Linked DNA regions of Mus musculus: all the other regions are linked to region 5. Evidence: chromatin contacts called from public ChIA-PET, HiChIP or PLAC-seq and promoter capture Hi-C data. All regions are on one chromosome and are shown on one strand. Each heading gives the region's core, a stretch centred on a gene start, on an enhancer-like site or on the middle of the called end of the contact. The rest is flanking DNA. Distances are from core to core; before and after follow the strand shown.

What was found. Promoter capture Hi-C pulls out the DNA fragments that hold promoters and counts their contacts. ChIA-PET counts read pairs in DNA pulled down with a chosen protein or histone mark. HiChIP or PLAC-seq counts read pairs in DNA pulled down with a chosen protein or histone mark.
Region 1: a promoter capture Hi-C map of pre-B cells shows a contact between it and region 5, with 5 times the contacts expected there. The contact joins the enhancer-like site here to the promoter of Adss in region 5. A contact is called at or near these places in 6 of 39 promoter capture datasets (the C10 cell line, embryonic stem cells, liver and 2 more), 3 of 484 Hi-C or Micro-C datasets (the G1E-ER4 cell line, adipose-derived mesenchymal stem cells and embryonic stem cells), 5 of 115 datasets of contacts at active chromatin or transcription factors (astrocytes, bone marrow-derived macrophages, large pre-B cells and 1 more) and 2 of 9 other capture datasets (liver and macrophages).
Region 2: a contact with region 5 is called in an H3K27ac HiChIP or PLAC-seq map of the HPC-7 cell line, with 7 times the contacts expected there. The contact joins the enhancer-like site here to the promoter of Adss in region 5. A contact is called at or near these places in 14 of 39 promoter capture datasets (the 3T3-L1 cell line, 3T3-L1-derived adipocytes, the C10 cell line and 8 more), 4 of 484 Hi-C or Micro-C datasets (bone marrow-derived macrophages, cortical neurons, forebrain and 1 more), 18 of 115 datasets of contacts at active chromatin or transcription factors (the 230-238 cell line, DN3 thymocytes, the HPC-7 cell line and 13 more) and 2 of 9 other capture datasets (adipose tissue and macrophages).
Region 3: a contact with region 5 is called in an H3K4me3 HiChIP or PLAC-seq map of bone marrow-derived macrophages, with 3 times the contacts expected there. The contact joins the enhancer-like site here to the promoter of Adss in region 5. A contact is called at or near these places in 4 of 39 promoter capture datasets (3T3-L1-derived adipocytes, the C10 cell line, HPC-7-derived erythroid cells and 1 more), 4 of 115 datasets of contacts at active chromatin or transcription factors (astrocytes, bone marrow-derived macrophages and fibro-adipogenic progenitors) and 1 of 9 other capture datasets (adipose tissue).
Region 4: an RNA polymerase II ChIA-PET map of memory CD8 T cells shows a contact between it and region 5, with 16 read pairs. The contact joins the enhancer-like site here to the promoter of Adss in region 5. A contact is called at or near these places in 1 of 484 Hi-C or Micro-C datasets (CD4 T cells) and 5 of 115 datasets of contacts at active chromatin or transcription factors (astrocytes, large pre-B cells, memory CD8 T cells and 2 more).
Region 6: an H3K4me3 HiChIP or PLAC-seq map of bone marrow-derived macrophages shows a contact between it and region 5, with 4 times the contacts expected there. The contact joins the enhancer-like site here to the promoter of Adss in region 5. A contact is called at or near these places in 13 of 39 promoter capture datasets (the 3T3-L1 cell line, 3T3-L1-derived adipocytes, the C10 cell line and 7 more), 5 of 115 datasets of contacts at active chromatin or transcription factors (astrocytes, bone marrow-derived macrophages, embryonic midbrain and 1 more) and 3 of 9 other capture datasets (adipose tissue, liver and macrophages).
Region 7: a promoter capture Hi-C map of liver shows a contact between it and region 5, with 3 times the contacts expected there. The contact joins the enhancer-like site here to the promoter of Adss in region 5. A contact is called at or near these places in 3 of 39 promoter capture datasets (3T3-L1-derived adipocytes and liver), 4 of 115 datasets of contacts at active chromatin or transcription factors (astrocytes, bone marrow-derived macrophages, large pre-B cells and 1 more) and 1 of 9 other capture datasets (macrophages).

What each region holds. Positions count from the first base shown.
Region 1 is chr1:176,995,485-176,998,639 of GRCm38.p6, reverse strand. All of the region lies in intron 16 of Sdccag8 (serologically defined colon cancer antigen 8), which reads right to left. Among named protein-coding and RNA genes, the nearest start is that of Gm15423, 56 kb to the right of the region's middle. Within about 2 kb of position 1,784, at least 101 of the 459 cell types and tissues checked have an H3K27ac peak or open chromatin away from gene starts, as enhancers often do. A contact at or near this core is called in the G1E-ER4 cell line, bone marrow-derived macrophages and pre-B cells, where this site is marked.
Region 2 is chr1:176,872,863-176,876,113 of GRCm38.p6, reverse strand. It overlaps Sdccag8 (serologically defined colon cancer antigen 8), which reads right to left. Exons shown (of 18, transcript NM_029756.3): 11 at 1,416-1,550. Among named protein-coding and RNA genes, the nearest start is that of Sdccag8, 60 kb to the right of the region's middle. Within about 2 kb of position 1,758, at least 7 of the 459 cell types and tissues checked have an H3K27ac peak or open chromatin away from gene starts, as enhancers often do. A contact at or near this core is called in the HPC-7 cell line, where this site is marked.
Region 3 is chr1:177,138,142-177,141,290 of GRCm38.p6, reverse strand. All of the region lies in intron 1 of Akt3 (thymoma viral proto-oncogene 3), which reads left to right. Among named protein-coding and RNA genes, the nearest start is that of Akt3, 110 kb to the left of the region's middle. Within about 2 kb of position 1,475, at least 6 of the 459 cell types and tissues checked have an H3K27ac peak or open chromatin away from gene starts, as enhancers often do. A contact at or near this core is called in bone marrow-derived macrophages, where this site is marked.
Region 4 is chr1:176,945,057-176,948,396 of GRCm38.p6, reverse strand. It overlaps Sdccag8 (serologically defined colon cancer antigen 8), which reads right to left. Exons shown (of 18, transcript NM_029756.3): 14 at 2,162-2,289; 15 at 8-116. Among named protein-coding and RNA genes, the nearest start is that of Gm15423, 5.7 kb to the right of the region's middle. Within about 2 kb of position 1,891, at least 65 of the 459 cell types and tissues checked have an H3K27ac peak or open chromatin away from gene starts, as enhancers often do. A contact at or near this core is called in memory CD8 T cells and thymic regulatory T cells, where this site is marked.
Region 5 is chr1:177,795,116-177,798,676 of GRCm38.p6, reverse strand. It overlaps Adss (adenylosuccinate synthetase, non muscle), which reads left to right and starts at 2,168. Exons shown (of 13, transcript NM_007422.3): 1 at 2,168-2,465. The coding sequence starts at 2,283.
Region 6 is chr1:176,830,682-176,834,186 of GRCm38.p6, reverse strand. It overlaps Sdccag8 (serologically defined colon cancer antigen 8), which reads right to left. Exons shown (of 18, transcript NM_029756.3): 5 at 3,005-3,130. Among named protein-coding and RNA genes, the nearest start is that of Sdccag8, 18 kb to the right of the region's middle. Within about 2 kb of position 1,381, at least 77 of the 459 cell types and tissues checked have an H3K27ac peak or open chromatin away from gene starts, as enhancers often do. A contact at or near this core is called in the HPC-7 cell line, adipose tissue, bone marrow-derived macrophages and 3 more, where this site is marked.
Region 7 is chr1:177,043,142-177,046,460 of GRCm38.p6, reverse strand. It overlaps Akt3 (thymoma viral proto-oncogene 3), which reads left to right. Exons shown (of 13, transcript NM_011785.4): 11 at 2,599-2,686. Among named protein-coding and RNA genes, the nearest start is that of Gm15423, 100 kb to the right of the region's middle. Within about 2 kb of position 1,335, at least 10 of the 459 cell types and tissues checked have an H3K27ac peak or open chromatin away from gene starts, as enhancers often do. A contact at or near this core is called in liver, where this site is marked.

The sequences.
Region 1 (3,155 bases), core at 535-3,034, 800 kb after region 5:
CTGGCCTCGAACTCAGAAATCCGCCTACCACCAAGTGTGACCGTGATGGTCTCAGAGGGGCCTAGGGGCTTTGCGCTCTAATTTTGTAAGGCTCCCCTGCACTGAATGATGGGCAGAAGATAAAGGGCCTTGTACCCAGTCCTAGGAGACAGAGGCCAAAGGAGCTGCATTTTCAAAACAAAAGTTCTGGGTTGTGCTAATCGCTAAGCATGTCCCCCTACCTGCCATTTCCTTGTTTGGTGTGGGCAGAGACACAAGGGTCCTGACAGCAGATCAGGACAGGAAGGCAACACCGCTGTACAGGCCGTGCACGGCGCCTTCTCACCCGGCCGGCCACTCCTCACTGGCTGCCCGGCACCATTTTGAGAGGTAATGGTCAGGGACTATGCGTACTCCCTGACCCCGAGAATACACTAACTCACCCTTGGAGATCATTTTCAGCCAAACCAAAGGTAGACTTTGATTTCTCCCTCTGGATGCTGCCAACAAACTGCTTCTGTCTTAGTTTTCAGAGAAGAGGAGCAGCTGTGCACTTAGATCCTGCACCGCCTGCTCTGAACCCAGGCCGCACCCCGCCCAGACAACAGCGACAGCCTCCAGTGCGGCTGGCCACCCCGTGCTGGGCAATTGTCCTCCTGCAGGTGCAGCCAGCCACAGGGCTCCGCATGGGCCACGGGGGCGCGCCCGCCTGTTCCGCCTCTGGATACCGGTGGCTTGGCCAGCACCCCCTGCCCACCATGAGAGGGCCGGCACCTGCAGGGGCCGGCTGGGTGCCTAGCATCTGGCTAGGGAGGCTCCACAGGGGCTCCCGGGGCCTCTGGACTTTGGCAGAAGGAGGGGATTAAAGCGAGCTGGCAGTTGAGGGAGGAGATGGGTGAAAGCTTCATTAACTCCATGCTCGCGGCCCAATTTCATTCTCCTGAGAAGCAATGTGAAAAACAGGTTGATTTCCCGGCGATGCAAGAGGTGCTGTGGGTTTGTATTTGCTGTCTTTAATTCTAATTCCTTATTGGTAAACAAATAAGTGAATCATTGTTTGTTGATGATCATGGACGACCCAATTTTTAATTAAAGAGAAAAAAATCTTGGCTAATAGAGAGGCCAAAGAAATATTACCGCTCGTTTTAATTTCTATGAAGTAATTAAGCTTCTCTTGTGACTTAATTGAAACTGGCAAGACTTAAGAACTCACTCAAAGAGGTGACAATCAAAAGGTGCTGGATGACCCCCCCCCCCAGCGGGTTTTCCGATCAACCCTCAAATGTGCCCTGGAAAACTGTACCCGTGAGTCCTTGAAAATATTTCCAGTGGGCATGCTTTATGCCCAGGCCTTCATTCTTGATTTTTGCCCCTCTACAAAGTTACACTTTAGAGTTTCACTTGTAAGCCCTACTTAGAAATTCCCCTCCAAATGCTTTGTCTGCTCGATCTCCTGAGCTGCCCTCATATTTCAGTTTCCAGACACTCTTGAACTTTGCAGACAGCGCCAGTTTGAGCCTGCACAGAACAATCAGCCAGCGTATCAGTTCCCCTCAGAGACAGTGAGATTTCTCTAGCACAATCTGCCCAACCTGAACTCCTTCCTTCAGAAACATTTTGCGTTTAGAAAGAAACTCGCAGCTGAGCCTCCTAAGAAGCGACATGTAACAGACAGTGCGTGTGGTGCGGGGCGGGCAGCTCGGAATGAAAAGAGAATTTTGTACTTGGTTTCTTCAGCGCCATGCTCATAATGTACACGTGGCCGAAACTGACATCAGACAGGGAAAGTAAGACGCTGGGGGGAGGGGCATGTGAGGGCGGTGGAAAGACAGAAAATATGTTGATAAAAACAGGAACTTCTGTTAATCTACATTTTCCAGTCACTGTCTTAATTAAGAATGTTAGGAAATATGTTACAGTTTAATTGCATTGTTTCAAGAAACTCAGAGGCTGACAAATTCCAGGCTGTGTACACTTGGAAAGAAAATGGGATCCGATTGACAGTTTCTTCTAATTGGCGAATAACAATCAGAATTAGGCTTTTCACAGATACAGGCCCCCAATGAATCCCAAATTCACAAGACAGAGTAAGAATATCCTAACCTTCAATGTGTTAGCAAAAAATGGGCTTGGGGAGGAAAAAAAAGAGAGAAGCTGGCGTGCTCAAGTGTGTAAGAGCACAATTTACAACACAAACACCAATAGTTATTTAAGATGTCCTTGTTAAGAATCTCCACAGGATTTCTAGATGACCCCATTTAACAAGAACAAAGCCAGAAACCATGCCAGTCTGCAGACACATGCCATCTCTAACCGCCTTTCTGCTACTCCAACCTAGTTACACAGGACCTGGCTTCCACCTTCTTTCTGCAGGAGGCTGTGTGTTGCTACAACAGACAAAGAAGAACGCACTGTGGCTGTTCCATGTTCTGAGGGAAGCTGTGCTAGACACACACCTCACATGGCTCTGGTTTTTCATGTTTTTATTATTTTAATGTGCATGTGTACATATGAGTATGATATGTGTGTGCACCTGTGTCTGTGTGTGTGTCTGTCTGTCTGCATGCATGCATGCATGCATGCGTGTGTAATATATGTGAAAATTCAGAAAACAACTTTATGGAGTTGGTTCTCTCCTTCTACCTTGATGGGTATCGAACTCAGAGCACCAGGCTTGCACGGTGAATAGCTTTATGTGCTGATCCAAGTGGTCAGCTCACTATGTCAATTCTACCCTTTCCTTGGTTCTGTGTGTGGGGAGGGCGTCCAGCTGGGGTCAGACATGATAGGCAAGGCATCAATATTCGGTATGCTCTGTTCCCACAGGGCTCAGAAAGGCCAGGAGCTGACTCACCAGTCACTCTCAGAGCTCTCAAAGGTTAATGAAGATTTGCTGAATGCTTCTCTCAGGTCAACCCACTGCTTCCTTGGTTGTTCTCAGCCATTCGACCTTCTATAAGCCAACTTTTGTCACATCTGAGCCTCAGAGTTAGCTATGAACTAACTTTTCCAGCCACTGGCGATTTTACTGCATGTACAAAGTCCTCTTCTCAGCAACAGAGCACAATGCTTGCCTTGCGATGGCCATGTACTGCCAGTACCCTAGGTCTCAGCGCTCAGTTTATGCTTATTCTGAACTATAAAATAGCATCTGAGCTCTCAGATGAGCCAGGGAA
Region 2 (3,251 bases), core at 509-3,008, 920 kb after region 5:
AGAGAAACAGCTCCTTTTGTAAATTGTATAAGTAGAAATTAATGTAAAGGCTAAAAAAATTATGATTAATTAATTTAAAACAACAATAGAATAAAATGTATTAAAATTTAAGGAGATATATTATTGTATTATAATATTACCTATAAATTTAGTGATAATGAATTGATTTCATTTATATATGATGTTTGGAAATATTTGCTTTCTTACTGGTCAAGGGACTTACTTGAAATCCAGACAAACTAGTATTTCTTAAAATAAATCAATTAAAACCACTATATGTTTTAGTTCTCACTTCACTGGTCAGAGAGGCCCAAGGCACGAATATATAACTTAATCAATAAAATAAGAATATGCCAAATATAAGATGAAATTAAGAATTTAATAGAAAATGTTGATTTTAAAAGTAGATATGAAACAGAAGAGAGAGGAGGAAACTTCTTATATCAAACAAACCTTTCAGCATGCCTTAAGCAATTATTGGAAAGACCGGGCTCATACTATCTACAGAAAAAGAATCACTCCTTGCTAACTTAGACAGGTAAGTTTTGTTAAAAATTCAACAATTAAATAGAACTATTCACAAGTCTGTCTTTGCCAATTGATTTTTTGCTACAAATTAGCTTTGGATTTTCAGTACCATAAAATAAGAGGAGAGGAAGAGGCGATTATAGTAATGGCCGTTGACAGACTCACTAAAGTAACATTTACTATTCTTAAAATAAAAAGACTTTGTATTCTAAACTTCTTTCTAATGACATATGGAGCTTTGGATAATAAGAAAAGTAGTTTCAGTGGCCCACACCATTAATCTCAGCACTTGAGAGGCAGAGCAAGGCTGGATTTCTGAGTCCCAGGAGAGCCAAGTCTACACAGAGGGGAAAAATAAAAGCAAAGAAAAAAAAAAAAAAAGAAAAAGAAAAGAAAAATGGTTTCAATGCAATGAGATTGCTCAGAGGGTCTGAAACCAGAGGTAGATCTCACAGTGGAAAGAGAAAATTGACTCTGACCTCCATAGGAGTACCACGGTGTGTGTGTGTGTGTGTGTGTGTGTGTGTGTGTGTGTGTGTGTGCACGAGCATGCGTGCTCCCGTGTGCCTGAATACAGCACACACATGCACATCACACAACATGCACACAGAACACACACACATGCACACAGTACACACACACATGCACACATAACACACACACACTCACACATACACTACATACACACGTAACACACACACACCACATACACACATAACACACACACCACACCACATACATATACAATACATACATACACATATCAACACCACACACATACACATAACACACACACAATAATAAAAATAATAAATAAATTTAAAAGAAAAATGTTTTCAAAGAAAACATGTACTTAAGCCAATTATTAAAGCAAAACTTTCTCGGACCTTTGTGACGTCCATTTCCTGAGACGCAACGTGGTTCTGAATTTCCTCTAAGTGACTGACAGCTGCAGTCTTCTCCCTGGTGACCTTTTCAACCTGGGCCTCCAGCTTGGCAATATTCTGAGACAGGATCAACATCTGTGAGAGGAAACAAAGAGTCTCAGCAACAGTATTGAGAATATGAAAATTAAGAAGTTATTTCATTAGTTTGTTGTCTACCAGCTACTGGGCTCAACACTCTTTCTCTGTGGGCTGGAGAGATCCACTTCTCTACCTTCTCAGCTCACCTCATAACCTGGAATGCCTCTTTCCTTCCTATTCATTCCCTGGCCTCTAACCAATAGTGAAAGGTGTCAACAATGAAGTCTAAAGGTTGTTTGAAACCCTGAGATAGCAAATATGTTACAGTACAGACTTCAATGGAGTCCTTTCAAAGGGAGAATGGGGACCAGAAACTCTTGGGTCCTTTCCCACATGATCATTAACCATTAGAAAGAATGAGGGGGAGGACAGGGAGAGGGAGGAGAGAGGGAGGGAGAGGGAGGAGAGAGGAAGAGGGAGGAGAGGGAGGAGAGGGAGAAGAAGAAGAGAGAGGGGAGAGAGAGGAAGAGGGAAGAGACAGAGAGGAAGAAGAGAGAGGGGAAGAGGGGGAGAGAAGGGGAGAGGAAGGAGGAGAGGAGGGAGAGGGAGGAGAGAGAGGGAGAGGGATAAGAAAGAGAGGGAGGGGAGGTGGAGAGGGAGAGGGAGGCGAGGAAGAGGGACCCTTCCCCAGTCAACAAGGGAGTTCTCTGCAGTTCCTCTGTTGGCACTGCCCATGTAGCCTCCATTAATGAGTGTTCCTCAGTCCTATCAGGAATCAGCCCTGGTAGATGTGCAATTATCTCCGTCTTCCAGGAATCCCTCCTTGAGGCCAGTGCCCAGCACATAGCCGGCTGGGGTCTTTCACACAGGGGGCTGCTACTTAGCTGCTGTGCATGGGAACTCCCTGCCTGCTCTGTGCCTGTGTCTGTTCTCACTGTTGCTATCCACGCCACCCTGGCCCCTGGCCGTATTCTCACAGTTGCACTGACATGGAATCCTGCAGCACGCTCTGAGTATCCACCTCATCACCCTCCACCTCTGTACACCGCTGGCGTGGCGCTTGATCACACCCGGTCATTGTGTTTAGCTGTCTCTTTGGTTTTTGACTAGAAGTTCCTCAAGGACATGTTCATTAAAAGGCACCAAATGTTCCAAGAGTATATGGATGAATAATTAGGATAAATGGCTTTTCTGAGGGAGTCTGTAGATAGCACCAAGTCCTCCTTATTTCTCCTTGGAATTAGAAACATTTTCCAGTCCTTAGGCTTAATGGTTGAGCTGTGTTCAGTGCTTCCAACTTTTCAGTGCTAACTTGTTAGTTAACACTGAAAGTGAAGGAATGCAGCCCTGGGCACTGTGTCTGTGGAGACAGAGCGAGATGCTTGAGCTCCATCACTGCCCCCAGCACGTGGACTCTTCTATACATGAAACACTAAACTGGTGCCCTATAAATAAGCCCAATAAACTCACTAGTTCATATATCAAAAAAAAAAAAACAGGGGAATCAGAGACATTAATGGGGATAAATGTCATCAAAATATGTTATATACACGCATGAAAACACACTGATGAGGCCCATTATTGTATATAATTAACATGTGGTAATAAAAACTCTTACATTGTCAATACTGAACAAAAGCTTACAGTTAAGTAAGAGCTTTACAGTCATCAGGTGTCTGCACTTGAATTACATAAATAGCATACTTGACCCACATGAAAATAAGAAGCCCTGAAGATACTAAGTTAGAATGATCAACT
Region 3 (3,149 bases), core at 226-2,725, 660 kb after region 5:
TAAAGGTAAGGTGGTAATTGTTAACGATTATGGAACATTTTAAATAAAATGCTGATAATGCACTTCCTTAGAGAAGTTAAAGTTGCCCTTCTAACATCTTACAACAGTAGCCTTAACATTCTAAGTAATGCAGCCTTTACTATAGTTCCACATATTGTGGTGGCCTCCAACCACAAAATTATTTTTATTGGTACTTCATAACTAGTTTTGTTACTGTTATGAATCATAATTTAAATATCTGTGTTTTCTGATGGCCTTCAGAGATCCATGTGAAAGGGTTGTTCATCCTCACCCACAAGGGTCACAACCCACAGGTTGAGAAACACTGCTTTACAGTATTTGGTGCATAGGTTGTTTTTTTTTTAATTTCTTCATGGAGTCTAACCTTCCTTAGGAAGCAGGCATGAAAACTATACTTAAACGACAAGTTCATGCATTATGCAGTGGAAGGAAAATTTCTTGACTATAATATATTTCTCAAAATAATCATGAAGGAACATATGGAAAAGCAGAAATGTGGGTACATCTGGAAAGCTTTTAAGGCATCTTGATCATACATTGCAGGTTTACCAAAATTGTAAACAACTTCTGTGTCGCCAGTTGCATTGGTAATATTGTCAGTCCAGGATTAGACTGACCTCTGAAAGAGGAGAGCAGGCAGTCCCTCCTCATTTTAGAATCTACAGAGAAGCAACAGAATCTTGAAATGTTGAAAGATTGTGTATTGAATATGCCACAGACAACAAATAGTAATTACTACCCTTTCTCTAGGAGCATGTATAGGTATTTGGAAATGACAGAGAGTCACAGATGTTGTATTACATAATATGGTTAAGGACATTGCGTTGATACCCTAGTTCAGCACTGATTAGTTAAAGGACATTACTTATTTGAAGGAATCAATAAAGGAAAATGATACAACCATCGTTCATCAGAAGTGAGTAAAGACAATTTTATTTAGAAAACTAGATTTTGCGTATGTCTGTATCCTAAACTGTTATGTCCAAGCTGATTTCAAGGTTCTGGAATCAAGGGATCCTCTTTCTTCCGCCTCCTGAATATCTGGGACTGCAGATATGTGCCAGTGTTCAGGTTTATATATCCCTAAAATTTTCTCACCTCTTCAGATTCGATATTTCATTCCTCACACTTCTTACTATGTAGGCTTATATTTCTTAAAACTTACTTTTAATAAAGGTTCTCAAATACTTTGACGTCCCCTCACCCACCGCCTCCTTCTAGCCCACTGTCCAAAGGTAGGGGAGAAAAGATGGTAAATAGGACAAGGGGATATGAACCTGTTTAGAAGACGTTGCGTGGGGCTATTCCAATCTCTGTTAGTCAGGACACCAGTAGTCCAGTCCAGTAATGTCAGGATAGCAAACAGGAATCAGAGGTGGCTAGATCTAACAGAAACTGCCAGGCCTCTGACACATCGTGTCTGTTGTCTCCTATTTATACTTTCTCCAAACATCACATGTCCTCCCATGGGTCTTGCCTCAGCAATACACCACGTGAGTCGACCTCACCATGTGAGTCTGTATCAGCAAGACACGGTTTGAGTCTGTATTACTTGACATATCCAGAAACTTCCACTTCTTTTCTAGAATTAATATTTTATGAGGGTTGGATTATACCTGCATAATCCATTTATATTTTAAGTACTTGTATGTATTTCAACACTAAATTATTTAAAAAGTTTTAAGACTTTATTTTCTGTGTTTTGGTGCTTTGTCTGCATGTATGTCTGTCCATCTCAAGTACAGAGGTCAAAAGAGGGCATTAAATTGTCTAAAAGTGGAGTTTAGTTGTGAGGTACTGCAAAGTGTTGGGATCTGAACCTGGGTTCTTTGGAAGAACAGTCAGCACTCTTAACCACTGAGCCATCATCCCTCCAGCCTCAAGTGCACAAGTATGAATATGGGCACACATGTATGCAGGTGAACATACATTATGTGCATATGAGTGTGTATGAATATGGGCACACATGTATGCAGGTGAACATACATTATGTGCATATGAGTGTGTATGAATATGGGCACACATGTATGCAGGTGAACATACATTATGTGCATATGAGTGTGTATGAATATGGGCACAGATGTATGCAGGTGAACATACATTATGTGCATATGAGTGTGGAGGCAAAGGTTGAAGTCAGGTGCCTTCATTTATCGCTGTCCACCTTATTTACTGAGGCAGGATTTTTCACTTGAACCCAGAGCCTTACATTGTACTGGCTTAGCCATATCATTCCAGGGATCTACTGTCTTTGCCTTGCCTGTATTGGGATCACAGGCTAGCATTTTTTGTGGGTTCTTTGGATCTGACTCTGATGGTCAGGTTTGCAGAACAAGTGCTTTTGCTTGCAGAGCCATCTCCTCAGCTCCTAGAAATTCTTAAATTCATAATAATTGTTCATAAACTAGGTGAGATGTGACTAGTGCCTGGGGGGGCTAAAGCCTAAGGGATTACTTGAGCTCAGTTCCAGATGAATCTGGACAGTACACGGACATCCCATCAATAGAAGAAAAGAAGTTCTAAAAGCTCTGAGACTTCTGTTTACTTTTCTGTACCTTTATATTTGTCTTAAAGATAGCATATGATTTTAACTAATGCTGTATTTAGATATTGCATAATTTTTACATTTCTTTAGTAAAAACAAGTATTTCCAGGCTACAGAGAGCGGAGTACTGTGGTGAAAAGCAAGTACTGCTCTTCAAAGGACTCAAGTGTGGTTTCCAGCACCCATGTCATGATGTTCACAACTTTTGTTTTTCACTCCAGGGAACCTAAACTCTCTTCTAGACTCTGGGCGTACCTGCAATAACTATGTAGTGCCCTCTCCACATATGTATTAAAATAATACAAATAAATATTAAAAAGAAAAGTTTCAAAGGCCTCTCTCCAGCTTAAAAGACTGTTTTTGATTTATGATACACATTTATTGTTTTCTAATTATATAAATATTCCTAGATAAGTACAATGTTGATTATAAATTGCATTAATTAGCAATGGTTCCATTTAATAACAAAATCTAGTACCTAATATTATGCCATGCAGAATTTTTAAGAGCTTCTATATTGTGTCCGTACATAATTTGTGTAGGCACTATGATAATTCTCATTTTCTAGTTGGGGTGTGGAGGA
Region 4 (3,340 bases), core at 642-3,141, 850 kb after region 5:
CACCTACCTGCTCTTTAGTGAGACCTTTTCCAGTTTCTTGGCTAACAAGCAGCATTCTTCTTTTAATTTTGTCAGAAATGTGTTCTGGGATGTCAGCAGTAAATACTGTTCACTTTCTAGAAATAACAATAACCCACCAATATGAGACATAAGTGGCTTTGCTCTGTAACTCTTGCCATGCACGGTGCTAACGTGCTTCAGATCACTCTGCCCTTCCTACATCCACCAGATCACTGTCAGTGTCCTAAGTGAAGGACTTGTCATCTGGCGGGACACTGAGTCTTGTGAGACATTTATTTTCATAATAAACTTGTATACCAGGAACAATTTTGATCATATCAGCTTGTGTAACATTTTAGCATGCTCATAAACTGTCAAATATCTCAAATGAAGTCATAAATGCTTATATCTTTGAAGTATGCAAGATATTATATTTTTATTTTGACAATTTTACTATAAACAGTGTCAAAAATTATCACAACCAGATAATTCGAAATTAAAGCCGAGGAATTCTCTGCTACACTGTACTTGGTGCTTGATGGTTCTTATCTGCCCATGTTTTACCCCCTTAGAGCTTGTATACACTCCAGTCATTAGGTGGAATACACAACTGTCCTTAGAAATCTTACCATACTTTCATAGTGTGTGTTTCAATAACAGTCTGGCCAGAGACTAAAGAGGGTGTGATTTGTGTGTGCATTTGCAAAATAAATGATCTTAAAGACGATTTTAACGGTCAAAACCTTTCCCAACTCTCAGGTCCTGCCCAAACTCTTGGTCCAGGATTCTACCAGCAATAGCCAAGGACAGTTTCCCCGATGAATTCCTCTTTGTGTTAGTTTAAAAAAAAAAAAATCAACAAAATCTTTTGGATTTTTTTTATTTCTTCTGGCTAAATGCTAAGGAGAAACTCTATACATGAGGCATCAGGATAGCTGACTTTATAAGTAAATAAATCCATTAAAGAACTTCAGGTTACCAATAGATGAAATCATTTTTTAACCATATCTTTAAATATAATATGCATTAAATCCTGTGAAATTCATTTGTAAATAATTTTCCCTTTTCAATTTTTACTAATGTTCGGGGGGGTGAAGCATACAGCAAACAAAGCAAAATAAATCAGGGCTCTAAAATTAAGCAACATTTTTTGTGGAAGAGACAGGATCAATTAAACTTTTGTTTTAATGGTACAATCAGCGTGGAGTATGTGGTGTAGAATTATAATGGCTGACACTGTCTTGTTTTGACTAACACTGTCTGTGAACACACAACTCAAAAGCGAAAGGAACTACATAACGCCCTGACTGCACACATCAAACTGCCTATTTTCAAAGTGCATTTTACTTTCAAATTAAAGGTAAAGAGTTACTGGCCAACTCAGTCTGCAGAATAGTGCCAACGTGATGAAAGATGGCGATTTTGGGCCAAGCTGCCAGCTGTGGTCAATGCCTTGTATTAGTGAATTTTAACAGCAGTTCTGAGAAGCTGACGAATGCAGAGGATTAAGCATCACTCTCGACTGCATTGGGGGAGGTGGGGGAAATCATACAAATGCTAAAAATGTTCGAAGCTGCAAAGATTAAATAAAGGAACATATCAATTTGGAGCCACTGAATTACATCCAGCTGCGACAGTGAATTAAGAACCGATTAATGGGTAAAGCTTTTCTCCAGTTTGGATGCTGAAGCAAACTCATTAGGCTTTTAGAGTAGCTATAATGTGTGTACTGTGGGAACTGTTCAATGCTATTCAGGAGACTCTAACTGTAAGCTCAGAGCATTTCCCGCAGAGCTTCTGATGCTATTTTCTTTATATAACATGTGTGCCTGAAAACCCAGCCAAAAGCAAGCCCTTTGTTTTTCTACTTTGTTGTGGTCTCTCTCAGCTCTACGTTTCTTGAACACAGGTAAATAAACTCATAATCCAGATGGTGCAACAGATGTGAGAGCAGCACTCTCAAGTCAACAGACAGTGGGCAATACTTCCCATTTTCTCTTTTAAACGCTAACTAATATGTAATTCGGAATCTCCGGTGCAGTTAGCATCTGCTCCCTTCGGCCAGCCAAAGGTTACAGGTGTTCCTGATGTCATTTCACAGTAAGGCGTGGGCCTGGCTTGTGAGCAAGTGCCCAGGCTCTAATCTTTCCCTACCACCCACCAGTTTTGTCGTGCTGGGTCTCCATTTGCTGTATCTTCTGTGTCAGCTCCTGTTCTCTCTGCTGGGCCTGAAGGGCTTGGGCCTTTGCTTCATTGCTAAAGCTTTGCTGAATGCTATCTTTTTCCAGTCTGCAAAACAGAGAGGAGACAGACAGAGACGTTATCTGCAGGTGCACAGACCTCCATCATTCCCCCACAGACCACAGACTGCAGACAGGTAGTACACTAAAGCAGCAGTAGCTAATCTTTCTGTAGTCTCCCCATTTTGCAGGAGAGAGAAAATCCAAAGGACTCTCTCTGTACTGTGTAGCACATACATACAAGTCCAGACAGACTCAAGGGTGACGTTTTAAAAATTCAAACAAAATCATAACAATGAAACAGTTGTATTTTATCACCTGATAATTTTTATTTGCATGTGTGTGTGTGTGCGTGTGCGTGTGTATGTGTGTGTGTGTGTGTGCGTGTGTGTGTGTGTGTGTGTGTGTGTGTGTGCGTGTGTGTGTGTGTGTGTGCGTGTGTGTGTGTGCGTGTGTGTGTGCGTGTGTGTGCGTGTGTGTGTGTGTGCGTGTGCGTGTATGTGTGTGTGTGTATGTGTGTGTATGTGTGTGTGTGTGTGTGCGTGTGTGTGTGTGCGTGTGCGTGTGTGCGCGTGTGCGTGCGTGTGTGTGTGCGTGTGTGTGTATGTGTATGTGTGTGCGTGTGCGTGTGTGCGTGTGCGTGCGTGTGTGTGTGTGTGTGCGTGTGTGTGTGTGTGCGCGCTCACACATGCCAGTGTGCAGGTGAAAAGATCACAGATGCACTTCGCAGGAACTAGTCTTCTTCCTTTAGCCCAGTGGGGCTGGGGACAGGACTGGAGCCTTTAGACTTTCACCTTACAAACACCTTTTCCTGAGGAGCCCTTGCCAGCCCTGACTGCATCTTCACAGCATGCATGCTTTCTGTTCTTTCTGTCTTGTAATATCACCAATCTTTCACCGTCCGGATGGTCGCTATTTTCTAAGACTGTGAAATTTTAGGAAGAACATGACTTAATTCTTAGTCTTGGGAAATTTTGCTTTGAAACTAAGCCTCGTAGACTACTTCTGGTTTTCTTCCAAGATGTAAGATATAACTTCAAATATACCGGCAGAGGCTGTTGAGAGGCCAGCACCACATGCCTGCTTTCATTAAGTGCTTT
Region 5 (3,561 bases), core at 919-3,418:
AGGGGAATGTTGATAGGTTTCCTCTTTTGGCCCTCAAATTGGCCTTAGCAAGGACTCCCAAATGAGTAGTCAAGCATGTGGGATGATTAAGAAGTACTCTGGATGGCCAGGCACTATCAGGCTCTAGAGACTTGTGGCAAGAATCCAGAAAAACAAATGACCTCAGTTCTCTATTGCTGACTCCTGTGGTTTCAAGGCAGTTGGCATGGTTTAACCAAAGTGGAGAGACTTTTAAAATGGCTACCAAGGGGGGGGGGGGGAGAAGTCAGGACCAGGAGAACAGAAGTAGTAGATCACCGTTCATGTCCCAACTGGTGATCTTGATTCACTGTGTTACCTGTGCTCAGAGGTCTTAGTATAGCATAGATTCTCCGTACTTAATGATAAGACCAGTACTGGTACAGTAAGTACTCCTATTATAATCACACCTGAAACCCTGCCCACCATAGAATTCAAGCAGAGACTGGTCTGATTAGTATATGAGTAGGAGAACTATGCAATGTAAAACTGGACTTTATAGATGCTCGGTGATCAGGACACTGGGAGACAGCACACAGGATATGATTCTATGCCATATGGATTTGTTTGTAATGGTGAGTATTAAATCCTAGGTCTTACATGTGCTAGCAAGCAATGAGCTACATTCTTTATTATTAGTCTTTTTTCAAAGCAATTATTTCCTTTACCAAAATTTAATGTCACAGTTTGGGTTGCAGTGAGAACATTAGATCAGGGCTGGAGAGGCAGCTCAGTAGTTAGGAGCACGTGCTGCTCTTCCAGAGCATCTGGATTCCCTCTTTAGCACCTGTTGTCTCAGTGGTTCTCAACTTTCCTAATGCTGTGACCCTTTAATACAGTTCCTCAGGTTGTGGTTGCCCCATCCCCCAACTATACAATTACTTCACTGCTATTTTATAACTGTAATTTTGCTATTGTTGTGAATCATAATGTAAATACCTAACAGATATGACATCTGATATGCAGTCCCTGTGAAAGGGTTGATTGACTCCCTAAGGGGGTCTCAACTCATAGGTTGAGAACAGCTGTATTTTCAGATGTCTCACGACCACCTGTTGCTCTGACTCCCAGGGATCTGAGGCCCTCTGCTGGCCTTCAGACAGACAGACAGACACACAACATGGTATGTGACCTCTCACACACAAATAATATAAATAAGTAAATAAATACATAGATAAACCCACATTAGATAGACAATAGGCACACTCTGTAATCAGTTACAATTAAAACACTGAGAAGCACCTAGGCTTACTCAATCTGCAAACTGTCCAAAGTACCATTTTAACGCCCATGAGAGGAACTGATAAGCTATTTAAGAGTTCGAAGGTCTGGGGGGCGAATAACTCAGTGGTACAGTATTCGCATCAAATTACAAGGTTCTGAATTTGATCTCCAACACTTCAACAGAGAAAAAATGGGAGAAGAGAAATTGTTTTGTAGAACGAACGTATTTTACAAAATATTGTAAACTTTAAGGTTGTGGGGATCAAATAACCCAGGTACATTCGGATATGACATAGGCAATTGACTCATCTTTGTGCCCCAGATACTGTAAAAATGGGAAGAGTTAGGATGCTATCTCTAGATTTCATTTTTACTGCTTTTAGTTTGCACTTTTAGTCCCTTTTCAGTTCTAAATTTATTCGGCTCCACTCCAGCCTCCACATATTTTTAAATCCCAGTTTACATTTTGTAAGGGTATTTCATTCTTTAAGATACCCAAGTGTTTAGACACAGAAAACCAAATTGGCTTTTAGAGACCGAAACCAGCCAACCCTGACACTGTGGTGCCATGCCTTGGCCATCTCACAGAGCATTGCATGCTGGGAATTGTAGTTCCACACTCTTTCACCCCCTTCCCTACCGCGAGTTTGAAAGGCCAGAGGCTGGTGGGCGGGCACAGAGGGCGGAACTCTCCGTTAGCCCCGCCCCCTGGCCTCCGCTCTCGCGCGGTTCTCCCCGGAGCAGCGCGCCAAGCCGGGGATGGGGTGTGGCCTCCGCCCTGGGGTGGCGGCAGTTGAGGCCGTGGCGCCTGCGGGCCGCGCAGAGGCTTCGGCCTGCGCCAAGTGTGGTCCCGCCCTGAGCGGGCGGGCGGCGGAGCGCGGGGCGGGGCCTGGAGAGAGGGTGGCGGCCCTCGGGGCGGGGGCGGGGCCGGCCTCTGGCTCCTTCTTCCTCCGCATGTGGCTGGTGGCGGCGCAGCAGTTGGGTTCACGTTCCGTTCTCCTGCCCCGTCTCCTTAAGGCTCTTCTGCCCTGCCGGGAGCCATGTCGATCTCCGAGAGCAGCCCGGCGGCCACCTCCCTGCCCAACGGCGACTGTGGCCGCCCCAGGGCGCGGTCCGGAGGGAACCGGGTGACTGTGGTGCTGGGAGCGCAGTGGGGCGACGAGGGCAAAGGGAAGGTGGTGGATCTACTGGCGCAGGACGCCGACATCGTGTGCCGCTGCCAGGTGAGGGAAGCCGGGCCCTTTCTGGGACGGCCGGCGCGGTGAGGTGTCACCTTGAGGTGCGTCCCTCGGGCTGGGAGCTGCGGGGAACCCCTGCCCTGGAGTCTCCGGTGACGCTCCGGGTGACTCTGGAGGAACCTGGAAGATGCGCGATGTTGGAGCTGCATTTCGGGGTCTGGGGACTGGGCTGGCGGTGCGCCGCGGGCAGAGTTGAGGGAGCTTCCGCCCGAGGCCTGCTCGGGACTCTGGCTAGACCCGGCCAGGCCCACCCGCCGGCGCGGACTAGGAAGGGTCCTTTTCCCCAATTTCCCTGAAATCGAGATTCAGCACTGCATTACCTACAGGCTTAGGCACGCAGAACCTCGCCTCCATCGGTCCACTTTGTTGATAGCAGAATCCGCTACGGGGCGATGAGACTGTTTGGGGCCCTCCGGTGCTTTTGTTTGTTTTTTGTTTTTAACTCGTATTTCATAGACTACTATTAAGGGGAGATCTGTTTTTATTACTCACCGGTCCTTAAGGAATCCCCAGTAAGTTGAAAAGTGAGTGTGAGGCAACTAAATACGGAGATTTCAAGTCGGATAATTTAGAAATGTTTACAATGCTTCGGTAATATAAAAAGTTGACTTTCAGGAAATCCAGTGTTTCCTACCCGGAGACACGTGGGTTTTAGTGTTAGTTTTTTTTTTTTTTTTTTTTTTTTTTCTTATTAGTCATTTGCTTTGAAGCAGCCTAGAGGGTAGGCCTTTGAAAAAGGCTCTCAGAAAACTATCATCCCCGTTTCAGAATTCAAAATAAATGAGCAGTTCCCACATTCAAAACAAGGTGCAGTGTTGGAAGTTAATGGTGGCGTATTTAGATTGTAAGAATTTTTTTCTCCCTGAAGGTACATGGTTTTGTGTGGGGGTGCCTTGTGGTCTAGGCTAATCGTGGAAAGCTTTTTTACCTAAAATTGAAACGTATGAAGAAACCGGCCTGTAAAAGGCCAGGTGCTTTGACTTGGGTCATCTTTTTACTGTGTGTGGAGCCCTATTGCTCCAACTGCCGCTTTACCACCATTCTTCAATTCACAGGGTTCTTTCACAGGTTCTTTCTCTTC
Region 6 (3,505 bases), core at 132-2,631, 960 kb after region 5:
CCGGGTCCCAGGCCAACACGTCTGCAAACTATTGTGTAAGTAGGGCTATGTCTTACAAGATCTGCTCATATTCTGTTGCTTCTGAAATCAATCCAGGATGAGGTAATAATTTCTCTAGAGAAGCTGGCTACAGACCACGGATTGCAGGCCCTTGATAGAAATATTATTATTCTTTAGAAATAAGTGCTTGTCTTCTACAGATCACTTTTGAAAACTTGAATAGTATTTAACCAATTTTTTAAATCCTTAAAACCATTGAAAACTTCTTATTTACTTACTGTAGGAAATATTAGTACAGAAACTGACCCAGAAACTTTCTACTTATAAGTCCTATCCTAGATCTTTAAGTTAGTGCCAAAAATCTCTAATAAGTAACATATTTTTTTATATTATACTTTTTAGCTACAGAGAACGCTTTTCTGACAGGAAACTTTCATGGGGGTTAAACTATGATTTTAAAAGATGATTGATGCATACTGTGAATAGTTTTAGTTTTAATAATACCATTACCATTCCTCTATAACATCTAGGTAATGAACCCACCCAGAAGTTTCAAATCTTGGGGGCTTGCCTGCAAGTGCAGAGAGAGAATTGAGGAACACAGTTCTTTCTTTTCTGGGAGAAACCTCTGGGCATTATGGTTTGGTTCAATGCAAGCATCTCTTACTAATTTATACAAACAGGGAACAAAACATGAGCTTAGGTAACTGCATTCAAGGGGGTCAAGACAGCCTGGGCTCCAGTTCTTGCTTCACCATTTTGTAGCTCTGTGACAGAGAGTCAGTTACTTAACTACTACATATTTTAACTTTCTCCTCTTAAACACAAATAGTAGCACTTGCCTTGCATGGCTATTGTGAAACTGAAATAATACAAGGAAAATAACAGGCTTGATGCAGTGCCTGATACATACCCATGCAGTCAGAACAAATGGTAATTACTATATATTATTGCAGTCTTTTACAGAAGAGGATAGTGTGACACTAGGAAATCTAAGTTCAAATTAACCTAAAGCACTGCTGAGATTTAGTATGAATATCTGAGTCACTAAAAAAGCCTATTTTTCCTTGAGGAAGATAATATTCCTAACTCACCAACATTTAAGATATGCTAAAAAGTTTTATTCATATTAATTTCAACACTGTATCAAGAAAGCACTGGAGAAAGACCTGTTTACCTACCCAAGCAAGCAGCAAGCACAACTGTGCAACAACAGTGATGTCACAGAGGCTAAAGGGCTGGCCAGTACACCTACTACAGTTATTCCCGGGTTTGCATGCCTTTCACTACACGGGAATGAGTAAGATCGACATCATAGCCCCTAGAACCTTGTCTTGTCTACGATTATGACTGTAGTTTCCTTTTGGCAAATCCTCTTTGCTCAGACTGAAAGGCAGATGTGCTGCGACCATCGCTTCCTTCCCTGCTCATGCCCCCTGCCTCTTACTCACTCGTCTGCCTGATTTCCTCTCTCACTTCACTTCCTCTTCTTCCCACTTCTTTGTCACTGTATAAATATTGAGGCGATGAATAATTGACTCACTGCTCCATGATTATATACTTACAAGAACAGCACAGGACTATTTTTCTAAGGAGCTATATCCAAGGACTTTTTATTGGATGATACCTTTTTTTTTTCAATTTGACATCAAAATTATAAGCACTAAGGTGGAATGTTTAACCACCAATATTAGTAATCTTATAAAGCTTCAAAATAATTTTATATAAAGGAGTAAGTAGCTTGTCACAAATGTAAATGTCAGCACAGAAAACAAACCGAATACTAATCATCAGCCCACTGATGAGTTTTCAAAGTCAACACAACCAGATGCTTCTGAACAGCCAACACACACACACACACACACACACACACACACACACACACACACAGACCTCAAGGACCAGAAAGGAAATGCTGGGTCCGTCTAGGGGAAGTAAGCTACAAAACCAAAATCAGATGACACTTAACTACATCATCAAGACTCTCACATATTATTCTTCATAGATATGATTTACTAATGATGCCTACATCTAGAAACCACAAAGTCTATGACAAAGTAAGCTGCAACCACAAACATCAGAACTGCCCCATGGAAGGTAGAGTTTGTATAACTTGCAGGGGTCTTTAGACTCTACAGAATCTAAACGGTCTCTAGAGAGTCTAAAGAGCATTGATCCATTCTTCAAAGTCTGGGCCGATGACACTAGAGACAAGAGGCAGCCTGAGGCTCACATTCCTAGGATCTAACCAGACCAGAAAAATCTTGGGGACTCTCAGGGGATGGAGCCCAGGAACTCTCATTGTAGACCCTGACAAGGGTAAAGCTTCTCAAATCACCATTAAAGGAACTAATTACTATGAGCAAGGCTGATCACACTACTTAGTAAATACCAGGACAAACAAACGGTGCAGACACAGAACAGAATCTTGATTCTCAGACTCACAGGCCAGGGTTCTTCCTACCACACAGTGCTGCTCATCTAAGATGTTAGAGCTCAAGAGAAATGCAGAGAAAGTCAACAGATCGGGGTGAGATGCTGAAGCATTCCTAGACTGGCTCAGTGCCTCCTATGTGACACATTCCCTCCTTGCTGGTTCCTCCTTCCATATGGAAGACACCGGGGACCTCCAGGCCCAGGTTCTGTCACCTGAAGACCCACTCCACCACAGCTGAGTCTAACTATTAAAGCACCATGCAAATCTGAGCATGGCATTCTCACCAAATGGAACAAGTATGTCCAAATTATGGATTATGGGACATATGCACCCCAGAACAGCTTTCAGTGTAATGTAGCCCAACACCAAATCATTGACTTATTTAAAGTACCATGAGTTAGTTAGCTTGTGGGGTTTTTTTTCTTTACAACTCAACTTCATAGTTCTTGAGTATGAACTTCGTAAAAAAATACTATTTTGTCAAAAGGTTGGAACAAGTTGAAAAGCTGGGAAAAGGGTAGGAAGAAACATTCAAAATAAAAGATTACGGTTATAAACACCACTCACAGATGCATCCAGGAATGTTTGCTCCCTCAATGTCTCCTCCGGTCTTTGAGATTTCAGTTCTTGCTGGAGCCTTTCATTCTCAAGTACAACTACTTGCACCCTATTTTTCATTCCAGACAATTCATCCTTTAAAAAGCAGAAATCAAAACACATTAACGTTTTAAAGAAACACATATTAATTAATTACTTGGAATTCAACATGAAATAAATTATGGAAGATTTACACCATCAAATTCCTGATGTACAACAAATATATTAAGGTAAGAAAGGAAACCCAGCTCTAGGAAATATCTAGTATTTGGGTTACTTAAGGGATAGTTGACGTCTGCTGGTAGCCATACCACAAGGTGTTATTATTTTGTTTCTACAAGGAATCAAAGAAAAGTCTTAGTTAAAATGGTTATCTAAGAGATTTTTCAAAATGAGGCAATCTGTTGAAAATTAAGTAAAGTACTACCTACCAATGATTAAATGTCAATAACATATGAGGACTAAATGGAG
Region 7 (3,319 bases), core at 86-2,585, 750 kb after region 5:
CAAACATGGTAGCTACATCCTAAGCCAACCTATTGCAAAAGTACTGAGATTTTACCCAAAAATGAATAACTGAATCTGGATTGATATATATATTTTTAAACTTGTAGAATGGCTGCTTCTCTCCTTTATATATCCTCTCAAGTATACATCCAGTGCAAACAGTATTGTAAACTATAAACTAAACTGTGTAGGAAAATAGAGTTCTGATTTTTATGCATATTGGTTTTATTTGTACTTTGAAATATCAAATTCTTTTCAGCAAAAAAACATTTTGGTGTTTTCTGCTTTTCTTGTCTCTTAAGCAAAGCTTAGAATGACTGTTGATCCAGTACTGATCTCTGCCCTCCTGTGAGTTGGCAGCCTACCAGGGGAAAGCTGCATAATTGGAAGAACAGTGAGTGTGGGGGTCAGAGGTTAAACCTTAAATAAAATCACCAGACTGAAGGTTCCAGATATGAACTCTGCTACAATATTATACAACCTAGTGTCCATCTCTGGAGTGGAGTTTAAGAGTTTATTTAAAGAATCCTGTGTAGATTCTAGAGAAAGCTTTCTTGCAATTAACACCAAAGCTAATCATGTATTTACTGATTACTTCAGGGTTCATCCTGACTATGTCGGAAGAGCTAGGTCCATCTTAGACATGAATTCCTTACATCTGGTAGCCAGTATTCCAAAGATTTGGTCCTTATGTACTTTCTCTAGCTATTTGTTTTGTTTTTTCTTTACCTAGTGACATGTTAATATTGGTATGCGTCAAATCACCAGAACTAGCTGTTAAATTTCCACAGATGTTGAGCTATACATTTTATTAGTCACTCATTTTTATCAAATTATGCAAATCAAGAATAGTGAAAGCAAAGTACGAAGTCACACTTTATCACTCTAATGATTTTGTTCCATGTCATTGTTATTTTGTTTTTCTGAGTTGTGTCCATGTGGAAACAATATATAGTGATTTGATTTTCAACTATGTTATTTTGAAATTGGGCCTTAAGGGTATCATTCCTACTACCAAAGTTGGCCAGTCCTCGAAGTCAGTGTTTGATTGGTGCTTTGATTCTTTAGAATTAAGAAAATGTAGGGGGAGCCGGGCAGTGGTGGCGCACACCTTTAATCCTAGCACTTGGGAGGCAGAGGCAGGCGGATTTCTGAGTTTGAGGACAGCCAGGGCTATACACAGAAACCTTGTCTCGGAAAAAAAAGAAAGGAAGGAAAGAAAGAGAAAGAAAAAAGAAAGAAAATAAATGTGGGGGAAAGGTTAATAGTGTAAACTCATTTGAAGAGCTTTTGGTTTCTGTGGCATTGCAAAAGCAGCGAGGTAGGTAAGGTGGTGTTCACTGTACAAAGTCTCTCAGCAGTCAGTGCTCACTGTTGCTGTTTCTCAGGTCATTTTCTTCTCTGCCTTAACAGAAACAAAACAAACATTCCACAACTAATTAGTAATCATAGTCATTTATAGTTGAATTTGGAATTGAGCATACATTAATGTTTACTGTGAGAATTTTGTATCTGATTAATAATATAAACATTCTATACTTTTTGTATATATTATACTTTACATCCCTTATAAAAGTAAAAACTATAATAAGCTCAATCATGTATATGCACCTATGCATGACTAAGTCCAAAGAAAATTCCCTGTGTTAGATCCAATTTCAGTGTGTTCCTTCATTTTTTTCTCTTTTTTTGTTACCCTCCTTCCATTCTTATTTTTCATATGTATTTTCTTTTAAATAAATATATACTAAATTGAACCATAGAAGCCAGAAAACACTTGTTTTTTCTTATCAAGTCACATTGTTTAGATAAAAACAACTTTTAACTTAGGGTGTAATTTTAACTTTTAGTTTTATATTCTGAATTGTATAGTAAATTGGACTATGAGGATATTTCATAGATAATAATACTGTTTCTGTATCATTCTTTTGAAATACAAATACAACCTGTGAGATTTTTATATGGGATGGTGATGTCAGAGAGAGTTTTATTGTTTTTCTTTGTGGGACACTCATGGTCTTGGTCTTTTTCTGTAGCCCTGGCTGTTCTGGAACTCACTTTGTAGACCAGGTTGTCTTTGAACTTACTGTGTAGACCAGGCTGCCTTCAAACTCAGATATGTGCCTGCCTCGACCTCCCCAGTATTGTGAATAACTACACTAGACTCAGATCATTTTCTAACCATTTATTTACTTCAGAATTTACATTAACAAAAGAACATTTTCACTGACTAAAAAAGGAGCAGTGGTAGAAGCACCCCTTGCTTATACGTGGTGCTGCCATGTATTAAATCTTGGCGCCCACAAAGGGGTGCAGTGTCTACCATGCAGTTGGAGCTGCTCGCCTGTTGCTTACCCAGTCCCTCTCTCAAAGGCCAAAGTCCCTTGCCTCTTCAGGCCTCTCTCTAAAGCCTTTGTCTCTTACCTTCGTCTAAGGGTAGTATTACGTAGTAGCATTATTTAATTTTTATTTTCATGGCTATGCATTTCAAAAATTATTTAAACACACTAAATTTTACCTACATAAAACTTATTGTTTGACTTATATAACTTATATAAATGTTTTATACTTGTTTAATGTTTTTTCTTATCCTTACAGCCTTGGTGGAGGGCCAGATGATGCAAAAGAAATCATGAGGCATAGTTTTTTTTCTGGAGTAAACTGGCAAGATGTATATGACAAAAAGGTAAGCTGTCTCTAAGGTTCTCTACACCTTAGAAATTTACCTCAGTAAACTTGAATGATACGACGATATTTTCTGTTTTGCTTTGGAATTGAAGTTATGTTTAAAAAAATTAAAGAAAAAATTTTGTTATTTAACAAACAAATCTATGATTCTATTTATCTCTATTACTTGTAAAATATTATTTCCCATAGAATGATTGCTACCAATTATGTTTCCTCACTCTTTTTTTTTTTTTGGTTTTTCGAGACAGGGTTTCTCTGTGTAGCCCTGGCTGTCCTGGAATTCACTCTGTAAACCAGGCTGGCCTCGAACTCAGAAATCTGTCTGCCTCTGCCTCCCAAGTGCTGAGATTAAAGGCGTTCGCCGCCGCCACCGCCCGGCTTGTTTCCTCACTTTTGTTGTACAGTGTGTTTTTCTTGTGGGCGTTTGTTCATTTTTTTTTTTTTTTAGACTGAGTTACACTTAGTTCAGCCTGTTTCTGGAATTTGCTGTGTGTTCTTGGGCCACCCTCAGGCATAATGGTTCTCTAATGTGGGTCACAGCACTGGACTCCAGATTACCGCATAAGCCTGCCTTTTCCAGTTTTGTACTCTACTTTGCCTTTGGACATTCTTCATACAAATATTGATTTAG